Regions from separate parts of the Gossypium hirsutum genome. Here region 2 is linked to region 1. A link is a contact called in public Hi-C data. All regions are on one chromosome and are shown on one strand. Each heading gives the region's core, a stretch centred on a gene start, on an enhancer-like site or on the middle of the called end of the contact. The rest is flanking DNA. Distances are from core to core; before and after follow the strand shown. Region 1 has its middle 22 kb from the start of LOC107898609. Region 2 holds the start of LOC107897552 (receptor-like cytosolic serine/threonine-protein kinase RBK1).

Region 1 (5,961 bases), core at 2,530-5,029:
GAAAGGTTAACTATGAAATGCCAAAACATGATATTAAGACCCACCCAAAACAAATAAGTTAAACAAAGTAAGTTTGAAATGGCAGCTTTGAACAGTACTCACGCAACTTATGGCCGATTTTGCACAAACGACTCAATCTCTTTCTTCTTTCCACTGTAACGGTAGCAACACTGATGCTAATGTCGTCAATTTCCGGTGCCGCTCACATTCGATCAATCCCGGAATCGCATGACAGCTTTGCTGCTACTTGTGCTTTACCGTCGAAGTTTGCGGGAACCCACTTGGCCCCCATGAATCTGCCTAATTGAATCTTGGTGGTATTTGAGCTGGAGTCCGATGGTTGTACGTAGACGGTAATGGAGGGTTAAAAACCAAATGATAGCGTTGTGATGATTGTCGTTAAAATGGAGCAGTTTTCTTTCGTTCCTATCTTTTTCTTTTTTTTTTTTGTTCTTTTAACTTTCAAATTAAAATTTCTCCCTCTTTCAACCGCCTACACACGTATGTACATAAAAACTATATATTATATTATATTATATTATTATAATATATGTATTACACAGCCGTATACATATATTTATGTTTTTTTACTAATAAATTATAATTATAATAAACAATAATAAAACTATTAACCATCATGAAATTAAAACTCAACCTAAACTTGACCAAAATATAAAACATATTTTGAAAATCCAAATCTACATCATAAATTATTGTTTCATAAAAATTCTTATTTAGGTCTATTACCATAATAGTTAACTATAATATCTTTATTAGCCAATCTATATAATCTCATCATAAAAATTATTTTTCATATAAGTATTAATACATACATATGTACATATGCATGCACACATATGCATGCATACATATATGTTTATATTATATTTAAGAGGTTTATTAAATAGGTGTTACTCTTCAATCGGGTCTCAACTCAATTTGAGCAATTATCACAAACCCTTCTTTTATATAATGATAAACATTTTTCGAAAGATTTTTATTATTATTTTAAATTAAGTGAAATTTATAAAATTGTGCTTGATAATATTCAAACCTAAAACACCATAAATTTTAAATTTTTATCATTTCAACTAATTTTTTTAAAATTTATTTATTACATGAATTTTTTCATGAATATGTCATAATTAAGCATCTAATTATTAATATACGATAAATACAACTACTTATTAATACATATATAACTATACATTGATGAATATATTAATTATTAATATAAAAATAAAGTCAACTATATTTTCAAATTTATTTTTCTAATTCTTCAACGAATATAATCTAATTAAAATTTATATTTTCTATATATGCTGTATATATATATATACAGCCATGTAATGAGTTACATACAATTTCACATCACAAGTTTTAAAATTGTAATTAACTTTATCTAAAGAATATGTGCTATGCAAATAACAAATTATTACTTAAAAGGATTAATATATAGATTAGCCTTTGAATTTGATAAATTTTTTTAGATTAATTTTTTGAATTTTTTCTTAGATCAAATTGGTCCTTAAGATTGACATTTGTTACTTGTGTATGACACGTGGACAAATGAGAGAATAACAAATGTCTTTGTATATAATTATTCTAAATTTTAAAAAAATTAAAATTAAAAAGACAAACAATTTTAATATATATTTAAAAAATATTTAAAAAATTAGTTTAAATTTCATAAAATTATAAAAATTGAATATATAAACAATTCAAAAAATATTTTAAAAATAAAAAATATATAAAAATTCAAAAAATTTAAATTACGAAAAAAAAAGTTTAAAAATGAACTAGCGTTGACCAATCAGGTGTTGACCAATGTTGACCAGACAATTTTTGCTTTTTGAATTTCTAAAATAATTTTTGAATATTTTATATTTTTAGTTTTCCAAAATTTTAACTTTTTTTTAAATTTTTCAAAATATTTTTTAAAATTTTTAATATTTTCCATGTTTCTTTTTTTAACTAATTTTTATTTTTTAATTATATATCTTTAATTTTTAGAATTTTCATAATAAATATATTATATATATTTTAAAGATTTGTTTATTTTTTGAATATATATATTTTAAATTTTTTAGAATAATTAAAAAGTAAGACATGTGTTGTTTTTCTATTTGTCTATATGTCATCCCTATATTTGGCCACGTTACTCATTGTTGCTTAAGGTCAATTTTTTAAAATATTAAATTGCATTTGTTGGGTTGGAATGATTCATGAAAGAAACTCGTACAAAAGTAAACATGAATATGCCAATTACCTTTCAAGCAATATTTTCAAGGTTCATTCATAAAGATTAGCATGTTCATATTTACTTTTGTATGAGTTTGTTCATATTTACTTTTATATGAGTTTCTTTCAGGTGTCAAGAAATAAACACACGTCCATCCGGAGCAAGACACTGATAGCCATTATGATGAGAATTGTAGCCAAGAAAAGTACATGGGTGAGATCGAAACTCTAACTTATGTTGATTAAACGATCGAAGGTACGGATAGCAACAACACCCAAAACAGGAAGATGATCATATTTCGGAGGAGTACCATAAAGCACCAAATACGAGACTAATTTTGAAGAACCGAAGTGGGCAATCGATTTATCAAATGCATAGCACATGAAAAGGCATATCCCCAATACTTCATTAGAAAATGGGCTTAAGCTAGTAATGTGAGCCCAACTTCCACTATATGATGGTGCTTTCTTTCAACAATCTTATTTTGCTCGAATGTGAGTGGGCACGCAACACAATGGAGAATTTTGTGCTAAGCCAACAAGGAAGTAAAAGAGCGAAATTCACCACTCCAGTCACTCATATCTTTGCCAAACTGAACTGTAATCATCTTCTGAAAACGAACAAAACAACCAACAGCTTGAGACTTTTTTGGGATAAGAAGGAACCATGTAAACCGGCTACAAACATCAACAAATGAAACATAATACCAACTAGTCCCACAATTAATAGAAGCAAGAGGTCTCCATAGGTCAGAAACAACTAAATCAAATGGATGATGATACACTGTGATAGAAGCTGAAAATGGTAACTTGTGCGACTTCCCTTACTGACAAGTAGAACATACATGCTGAAATTTATTAGTATTAACAAAAACATTACAAGTTTTTAAAACTAAACTGACAATACTCGACAACGAGTGCCCAATTTGACAATGCCACAACTTAAACAAATTACACTTAGAAGGCAAATAGGAACTAGTGCCCAATTCTACATTGTCAAAAGACATTTCAGCACCTTGAACAGAACTCATATTGAAGGAAGACGGCATCAGAGAAAACAGATACAATCCTTCATATGTGTGGTCTTGAAGAAAAATTTTCTAGGTCTGTATATCGATTATAAGAAAATGAAACGAGTGAAACTCGAAAAACACATTATTATTCCTAGCAAATTGAGAAATCGAGAGTAATTTTTTTTGAATCTTTGGGAACTTATACCATCACCCATAAGCTGAGGAATTTTCCCTGAATATTCACTCAAATTATTCAATAATGATGCCTCCTGACATACATAATTGGTGGCACCCGAGTCAGGCTATTTGGATAAGGTATGGATAAGCCCAGCAACATGTGATAATAAGGGCCTAGTAGCATCATTCGGTCGAAATGCCCAGCAGCACTAGAAAGGCATAACCCAACAACCCTAGTTGACAAAACAGGCCCAGTGGTAGGAGACAAATACGTCCCAGCAGTAGTACTTGGCAGCACCGAAGACCCAGCTACAGTATTATGCAAAAACACGGGCCTAGCATTATTCAAGAGCCCAACAACAGACCCAACAAATGAATCCCTAATCCCGAACACAGCCTGAAGTCCATACCCATAAGCAACACGATTTATTTGGGTCGTTGGTCTTAATGAATAGATCGGGTCATAAGAGAAATGAGGAAAATTATGAGGGCTTGAAGGAAACCCTAAAAAGCTATTGGCAAAAAACCCCCTAGCATTGGTGCAGCCATCGAAATATCCTCCAAACCTTGAGACAAAGAAGGCGCTGAAAAACCATCAAAATCTCTGTTAAATTGGTAGAAACACCTTTGAACAAGGTGGCCAAGTCGACCACAAAGCTGACATTGAGGACAACCCCTAGAACTCTGACCACGACCTCGAGAAAAACTATTACTACCTCTTGAAAAAGAGCCCACTGAGCGAAATGGAGGCACAAAGTCAGAAGGAGAAACCGGAATAAGCAAAACTGTGTGGTACACAAGATTGGCTTAAACCAAAACCACAAAATGCTTTTGTTGATTCTCACATTTAAGAAGAATGTCAACCAAGCGATCCATCCTCAGAGGTCCGGCGCAAATGATGTAATGGTGGCCACGACCTCAAACTCCACTAGAAGGTTTGCTAACACTATGTCAACTTGGTGGGTATCCGGAATAAAATGACCCGAGGCAGTAAGAAGATCACATACATTTTTTTTATTTTGGCCAAGTACTCTTTAACAGATAAATAACCTTTCTTCAAAGAGTGCAAGCCATGCTTTAGCCGTGAGATTTTGGCACTAGAGACAGCAACAAATAATTGAGTCATTTTGCTCCATACTTTGTGTGTAATGGTAGCACCTGTAAAATACAATAAGATTTTGCCACTGATTGTGGATAAGAGCTAAGAGGTAAGAAGTTTATCTTGTTGATTAGAGACCAACTTCCTTTCTAGATCCGGTACAAAATGATACAGAGTTGAAAGAGTGTCATTAACATAATCGGTAAGGCCATATCCATCTATAATGAGTTTTAGTTGGTGTTGCCATTGAACGAAAGTATCTTCTCTAAGATTTATTTTCTTGATTTTAGGGAAGGATTACACCATTCAACAGGTTCTTTCTCTATCAGGAAAGCACGATAAAGACGAGTTATGGACAAGAGCAGAGTTCCTCAGGGACATTGCTTCATTTGTGGACACATCCGGTGAAATGGTAGCCATGGAGCATAGTGGAAATTAGCTTGGGAATCGGTGGATGATACCATGAAAGAAACTCATACAAAAGTAAACATGAACATGCTAAACTTTGTAAATAATCCTTAAAAATATTGCTTGATTGATTGAGTACATGATGAGGGTATTTATACACATACAAAAAGGAGGATAGCAAGTTGAATATGTTATAAGAATCTAACAGACTCTAAAGTTCATTGAAAAAGCTGGTGGCAAATAAGCTCCTAGGCAAAGATGTTTTAACCCTGATGGTGTTGTATTTGATGAAGGAGATGGCGGTGCAACTGTTGTGACGATCTCAGATTCAGGTTTGGCAAAGATGGCTTTCCGAAGTCAAAGGTGCTATGTTGGATTGAAATGGGGGGCTGGAAGCTTGGTGAGCTAAACGTGACACTGTAGGCAGTGTCAAGCTTGGGAGTTTATTAGGTTAAAATATTAAGTTTGATAACGATGGACTTATTAGTAGGGATGGATCCAAGGGGTGCAGGGTGGTTGCCCCCTTGGAATTTTTAGATTTTTGAGTTTTATATATAAATTATTATGTATTTTAAATTTGGTATCCACATTATATAACATTCGTTCCTTGGCCAAATTGTATTTCATATAATTCGCCCCCTTATGCTATAAGATTATACTTTAAATTAACAATGTAATGACTCAAAATTTATGGGTATCAGAAATTGTGTTTCTGGGTTACTGTTCTCATAAATTGGGTTCGTAAATATTTATTAGAAATATTTACGAATATTAGTTGAGTGATTAATTAGATTTTGGCTAGATGAATTAGTTTGAGTTAAGGTTAATTTAGTGTAAGGACTAGATTGAATAAAGTGTGAAAGTTGAATTTTTGAATAAAGAAAAATTAAGGGACTAAATTAGCAATTAAGCCATAAGTGCCACATGTATGGTAAAATTTAAATACATGTGTAATAAATATTATACATACATTTGTAATACATGTATGTATTTACTTATTATTTTAGTTAATAATATTTATTA
Region 2 (5,961 bases), core at 1,522-4,021, 170 kb before region 1:
GATTTCACAAGTCGATTTGGACTCATATGTTGTCTTAAGTTTTGTATTTTTTTTGTTTTTCCATTATTTAATAAGTTTTTAGTTTTAGAAGTTTTTGTTTACTCTTGTAGCACGTGTTTTTAGTCCTGCTTATGCATGTAACCTTTGTTTTACAAATGATTTTATGGATTATTTTGTTGCCGTCCTCTCTAATTTAGTGAATGCTTAATTGTTGTGTCGATTTTTACTCACCGCTTTGGACCATTTGGGGTTGATTTACTTTTCCTATTAAATGATTGTGACCACTCCAGATATGTCGTGCTTGAGTTGTGACAAAGTCAATTGTCAACATATCATAATGTTCTATTCATGCTAAGACTAAAGTCTTTGTTATATTGATGAAACTTGTCATTTATCATCTACGATGAGTGTTGTTTTTCCCCTGAATTATATGGTTCTATTTATTGAATGAATTAATGAACTTAACTTTAAAAAATTTACATCTTTAAAAGAAAAAAAATATCATGTTGTCTAACTGCAAGTCTAAATCCCCCAATTTTCAACCGCAATAAAAATGGGAAGGTTTATTAAAAAAAGGATTTCAGAGAGTGCTCTAATTACATTTAATTCAATTAAATCTATTAATTATAGTGAACATCTAAATATGTCACACATATTTATTTATTTAAACATTACTTAAGTACATATAACAAATTTTTAACTATATTTGTGGAGTTAAAAAACTTGACCAGTAACATATTAAATAAATATACATGAAAATAAAACAATAAATATGACATTGTCTATTTAAATAAAATTTACACCATTATTAGTGCATCACGTAAATTTAAATTGTGGTCTATTAATTGAGTATCTATTTTTTTTAAGAATAATTTAGATTTAAAAAATGATTATTTAATCTCTATAGGAAAAAAGCCAAAAATATTGTTTTAAAGGGAAGACAAAAACAAATAAAAATGTCGTAAGAGACCAAAAATATAAAATTTCCATTATACAAACTTGAATAAAAAAAAAACCCCTCCCCATTGATGTCTACCAAAAAAAGTGGTCATAATTTAACACAATTACTTCGTTATTTCTTTTCACAAAATGTAATATTACTATAACATAATTTAATCAAATATATTAAATAATTTTATATTCTATGAACTAAAAAAACAAAATTTCACGTTTAATTAAATAAAATAATGTAGCATTTTCAAAAATAATACTGGGAATAATAGTACATTTTAATAATTTAATGTCATCATATTTATCACAATTATTAATCTCATATGCACATATAAAATCATTTACAACTCGTCAATAATTTTCCTTTCATAAATCAAATATCATAAAATCTTATAAATTATTTTAAATTTCATTAATTTCTTTTAATGATTATAATCAATAAATTTACTATTATGCTAATTGTAATTATTATGATACAAATTAAATTGTGATATGAAAATTTTCTTCTGTTGTGAGAGCAGTGAATTAATTGAGATGATAAGTTTACATTTACGGCTTTTTCGAATATTTAGCCTGAATCAAATTCAATTATTCCTAATATTAAAGTTCTTATTCATACTAAATTTTAAAAATACTTTATTATTTTAACCTTATATGAAGGCTTGATAATTAAGAGTGTTCACCGCCTCAAATGTGATCTGAATTCAAATTGTGTTAGTCGCATTAATTATTCAGACTTTACCCCCTATTATCATAATTTACCAAAACAAAAATACTTCACTATTTACAAATGTCTACTATATTATTTAAATTTCAAATATCCCATATATTCTCATAATTTATTTTTGAATTTGTGCAAAAAATGAATACTTTATAAAATAATAAAATTCCACGCTCCAAACTTATCCTCTTTTGTTAAAAAAATAAAAGGTAGGTCAAAATCTAATTAAATGGCAACAAAAAAACGTCCCTTTTAATATCCCTAATTTTGTCCTTTTTAATTTTAATTAATCAATCTAATCCCTTAATCCTTCCCGCCCTGGGAGCTTTCATTTCATCGGTTATCGTACGGGCGTGGGGGCCTCCACACCCGCATCCCATCCACTAAAATAAATAAATATATATATTTGGTTTATTAAAATTCCCACCACATAAAAGGACATTCCTCATAATACCCAAAATACCCTCCGAAACGCTTGAAAATTACCAACCGTTGGTCGGTTCGTTAACTTTTCTCCCACCCCTTTACATGCGTAGTTGCGGCAGAAATCTCGAGCGCTAAAACCAACGGTCACGATTTCATCAGAACATATGATGGATTAATAAAATATTTTCTTTTGTTCATCAATAATTAATAATAAAAAGATTTGAAACTTTAAATAATACAAAGTTTAAATGCGTTTCTTTTGGTCTAATTTTAATTTCATCCTTCTATTTTATGAAATTTGAAACTTAGTCCTTTACATTACATTGTCAAAATTTAACTCTCATCCTTTACAAAAATGGAAAAATTAATTTAATTAGGTAATGCTATCAAACATTTATCTAAATTATAAACAAAAATAATTATTTTAATAATACATGCATAAAATCAAAAAAATTAACCATTCAATAATTTATATGCAATATATTAACGAAAATCAATTATTCAAATTCATGTAACTATCAAAAATTAAATTAGCTTGTCAATTTTTGTGGAGTATAAAGACGAAATTCAATAAACTAAAAAAAGACAACTTTTTAATATTCAGAAAGTATAGGGATGAAATTCAAATTATACCTTTTCCCTTTAAAAGAAAAGAAAAGTTTGTATAAATACAGGAGAGATTCCAAATCATTCTGATCAAACTGCAGGTTTTTTGAGCTTTGCTTTTGATTTGATGTCTCTAAGAATTACCAACTTCAAAAGATATACCCTTTCTTTTTTTTTCTTGAAGACCAAACAAGTCAGCCCACCTCAAAACATGAAAATGTAAAACTTTTTTTTTTTGTGGGATTTCAATGCTTGTTATGTATCCAAGAACATTTTCAAGTTCATAATATTGAATTGAAAAAATAGCAAGTTTTTGTTCATATTTCTTTTGATTACTTGAAAAAAAGCCTTGGATAATGGCTATGGAAGGTACCTTTCAGGCTTCTTTTCCATTTTGGGGTTTTGGGTTTCTTTCTGTTTATATTATTGTCGACAGTTTTCATGTTTTAGTGGGTTTGTTTTTGTTGTATTGGTGCAGAGACAGGGAGAGAGACAGTGGAAGAGAAAACTCCAGAAAAGGAATCGAAATCCAAGGAGATGAGAAGTGCATCGGTAAATGAACAGCCATCACCGAGATGTGTATTGGAGATTCCGGTGCTGGGATCCGACTCCGATACCAGCAGCTGCAGCAGCAATTCCAGTTCCTATTCTCCTAGGAAGCCTGTTTTTCAGAAAGGGAACAAAGACTCTTATGGTCTGCAATGGAAGAATTTAATTGGAAATGTTAAGAAGAAATATGTCAGAAGTTTCTCTCTTATTCCTTTGCTGACAAGTAATGATAAGAACTTAAGGAGGACAAAACTGGAAAAACTACATGCCTCTGAGGAAGAACATGTTGATATTAACTCCATTCCAGTTCCTAAACCATCATGGAAAAATTTTACCTACTCAGAGCTTGCTGCTGCTACTGATAATTTCAGTCCTGGTATGCAATTTCATTTCAAGCTTAATTTTCCTCTCTTTAAATCCAAAGTTTTAGCAGTTAGAAATTTTAGATAGATGAATTGGTTCAGTTTTTTCTAATCCGGTTTATATAGATGAAACAATCTTTTTAAAGTTGGTTAAATTTGAACGTTCTTATATTTAATTCTAGTTGAATTTATCAATTATTACATCGGCAGCCAGGCAGTCAAACTTGTCTGCAATTGAAGTCAACTTACTGGTTTAAAGAAAAGATTTATTTAATTTTTGACTAAAATGAAATTTAGTTGGGGGGTTGAAATGAAATTGATGTTGGAAAATGACCCTTGCTGTGAGCCATGTAACATCCTTGGAACTTTGATTGACTTAATGGTTCCCCTTTAATCATGGGGACATGAAATTGACAATTCACTTGACTTGTCTTTCCTGTGTTTTTGGTTGTATTTTATTGATGAATTGTGGTTCTATCTATCCTTCCATTGCAGAGAATTTGATTGGAAAAGGGGGCCATGCGGAGGTGTACAAAGGACATTTATCTGATGGTCAAATCGTAGCAGTGAAGAAGCTAATGAAGAATGAGAAACAAGAAGAGGATAGGGCCAGTGATTTCTTGTCTGAACTTGGGATTATTGCTCACATAAATCACCCTAATGCAGCTTGCTTAATGGGATTCAGCGTCGATGGAGGCTTGCACTTAGTACTTCAGTTTTCACCTCATGGCAGCCTTTCTTCTGTGCTTTTTGGTACAAAAAAAGAGTTTAATCAAAATGGCTGCAATTGTACTTTTGGGTCAACCATGACATAACCATTGGACTAACTAGGAAACATTCCGCTCTACAGGTTCACCCGAGCGCCTAGATTGGAAAACTAGGTTTAAGGTGGCGATTGGGATTGCAGATGGATTGGAATATCTCCATTATGACTGCCAGAGGCGCATTATACACAGAGACATAAAAGCCTCTAACATACTCCTCACTGAAGATTATGAAGCTCAGGTGCTTTCCATGCTCTGATATGTGTATTTTTCCACTGTTAATGGCTTGAGTTTATACTATTTGGTTGAAAACACCAAGCTTCTGATTTCTTCTTCACGTTGCAGATATCAGATTTTGGTCTGGCAAAGTGGCTTCCGGAAAATTGGCCTCACCATGTCGTCCATCCCATTGAAGGAACATTCGGGTTAGGCATGCAGCCCCTTTCCCTTCTTCGTTACTAGTATTGGTAATTTCATAAAGTCAGTAAATGTGTGGCCAATATCTCAGGTATTTAGCTCCGGAGTATTTTATGCATGGAATCGTTGATGAAAAGATTGATGTATTCGCATTTGGAGTTCTATTGCTGGAGATAATAACAGGTCGCCGTGCAGTCGATTCAGCCAGACAAAGCCTTGTGATTTGGGTACATTCTGCACCAAAGTCATCAAACTAGCGAAAGCATTTGAAATGATATTATGAACTTATTTGTTGTCTTGTTTACAGGCAAAACCGCTCCTACAACAGAACGAAGTAAAGGAATTGGTAGATCCTGGGCTAGGAGACAATTATGATCCAAGTGAAATGAAACGTACAATGATAACCGCTTCCATGTGCATTAATCACTCGGCCAGTAAGCGTCCAACCATGATAAGGGTACGAAACGAATTCAAAAGCATCTCCTTTTGTTCCCTTTGTTTTCCATTCGGAGCATGGCAGGAACCGCTAAATTCTTTGCAATTTTCAGGTTGTGGAGTTGCTGAAGAACAAAGAGAGTCCGGTAGAGGGTGAGCTGAAATGTTGTGGTGAGAGAGGAATAATTGCAGACAGCTTGGATTTGCAAGATTATAGTCGAACCAGCTACCTAAATGACTTAAATCGTCATAAGCAACTGGTTATGGAGTGACAGGCTTAGTTGTTGTCTGAAAATTTGAAACAAAGATAAGAGTAATGGCCCTGCTGGGGTGGGTGTGTTGTAGATAAAAATCCATTAAATGACCCAACTTTTCCCAAGAGTAGATTGGTATACATAGCATAGAAGAAAATGGCATCAATGTCCAAAGCCATTGGATTGATGAAACTAAAGGGAAAGCTAGGAGTGAAGCGCCATTGGGTCAATATTGTACTTTTAATTTACAAAACCAAGAAATTAAATTCTATGTCAAAAATGCATTTCTGCGTTTCATACAATAAACTAAACGGATTAGTAGTGAGACCCAACTCTTGCATTAAGAAAAAAATAAAATAGAAAGCACACTTAACTAAGCCGAGTAGAAAAACCCAAGAAAATAGATCCAAATGGCGTTTTATGTTACTTGATCTGAATCAAAATTTTATTTTAAATTTTTTATATTAAAAAAATTA

The links. Hi-C and Micro-C count contacts between places; a contact is called where the count stands out from the background.
Region 2: a Hi-C map of leaf shows a contact between it and region 1, with 1.6 times the contacts expected there. The contact joins the promoter of LOC107897552 here to the enhancer-like site in region 1. A contact is called at or near these places in 4 of 34 Hi-C or Micro-C datasets (leaf and seedling).

The regions. Positions count from the first base shown.
Region 1 is chrA11:55,596,884-55,602,844 of Gossypium_hirsutum_v2.1, reverse strand. No RefSeq gene overlaps it. Among protein-coding and RNA genes, the nearest start is that of LOC107898609, 22 kb to the right of the region's middle. Within about 2 kb of position 3,779, at least 8 of the 9 cell types and tissues checked have an H3K27ac peak or open chromatin away from gene starts, as enhancers often do. A contact at or near this core is called in leaf, where this site is marked.
Region 2 is chrA11:55,768,370-55,774,330 of Gossypium_hirsutum_v2.1, reverse strand. LOC107897552 (receptor-like cytosolic serine/threonine-protein kinase RBK1) reads left to right here and starts at 2,771. Exons shown (of 8, transcript XM_016823043.2): 1 at 2,771-3,073; 2 at 3,183-3,629; 3 at 4,111-4,368; 4 at 4,466-4,620; 5 at 4,725-4,804; 6 at 4,888-5,023; 7 at 5,104-5,253; 8 at 5,345-5,810. The coding sequence starts at 3,061. The coding sequence ends at 5,503.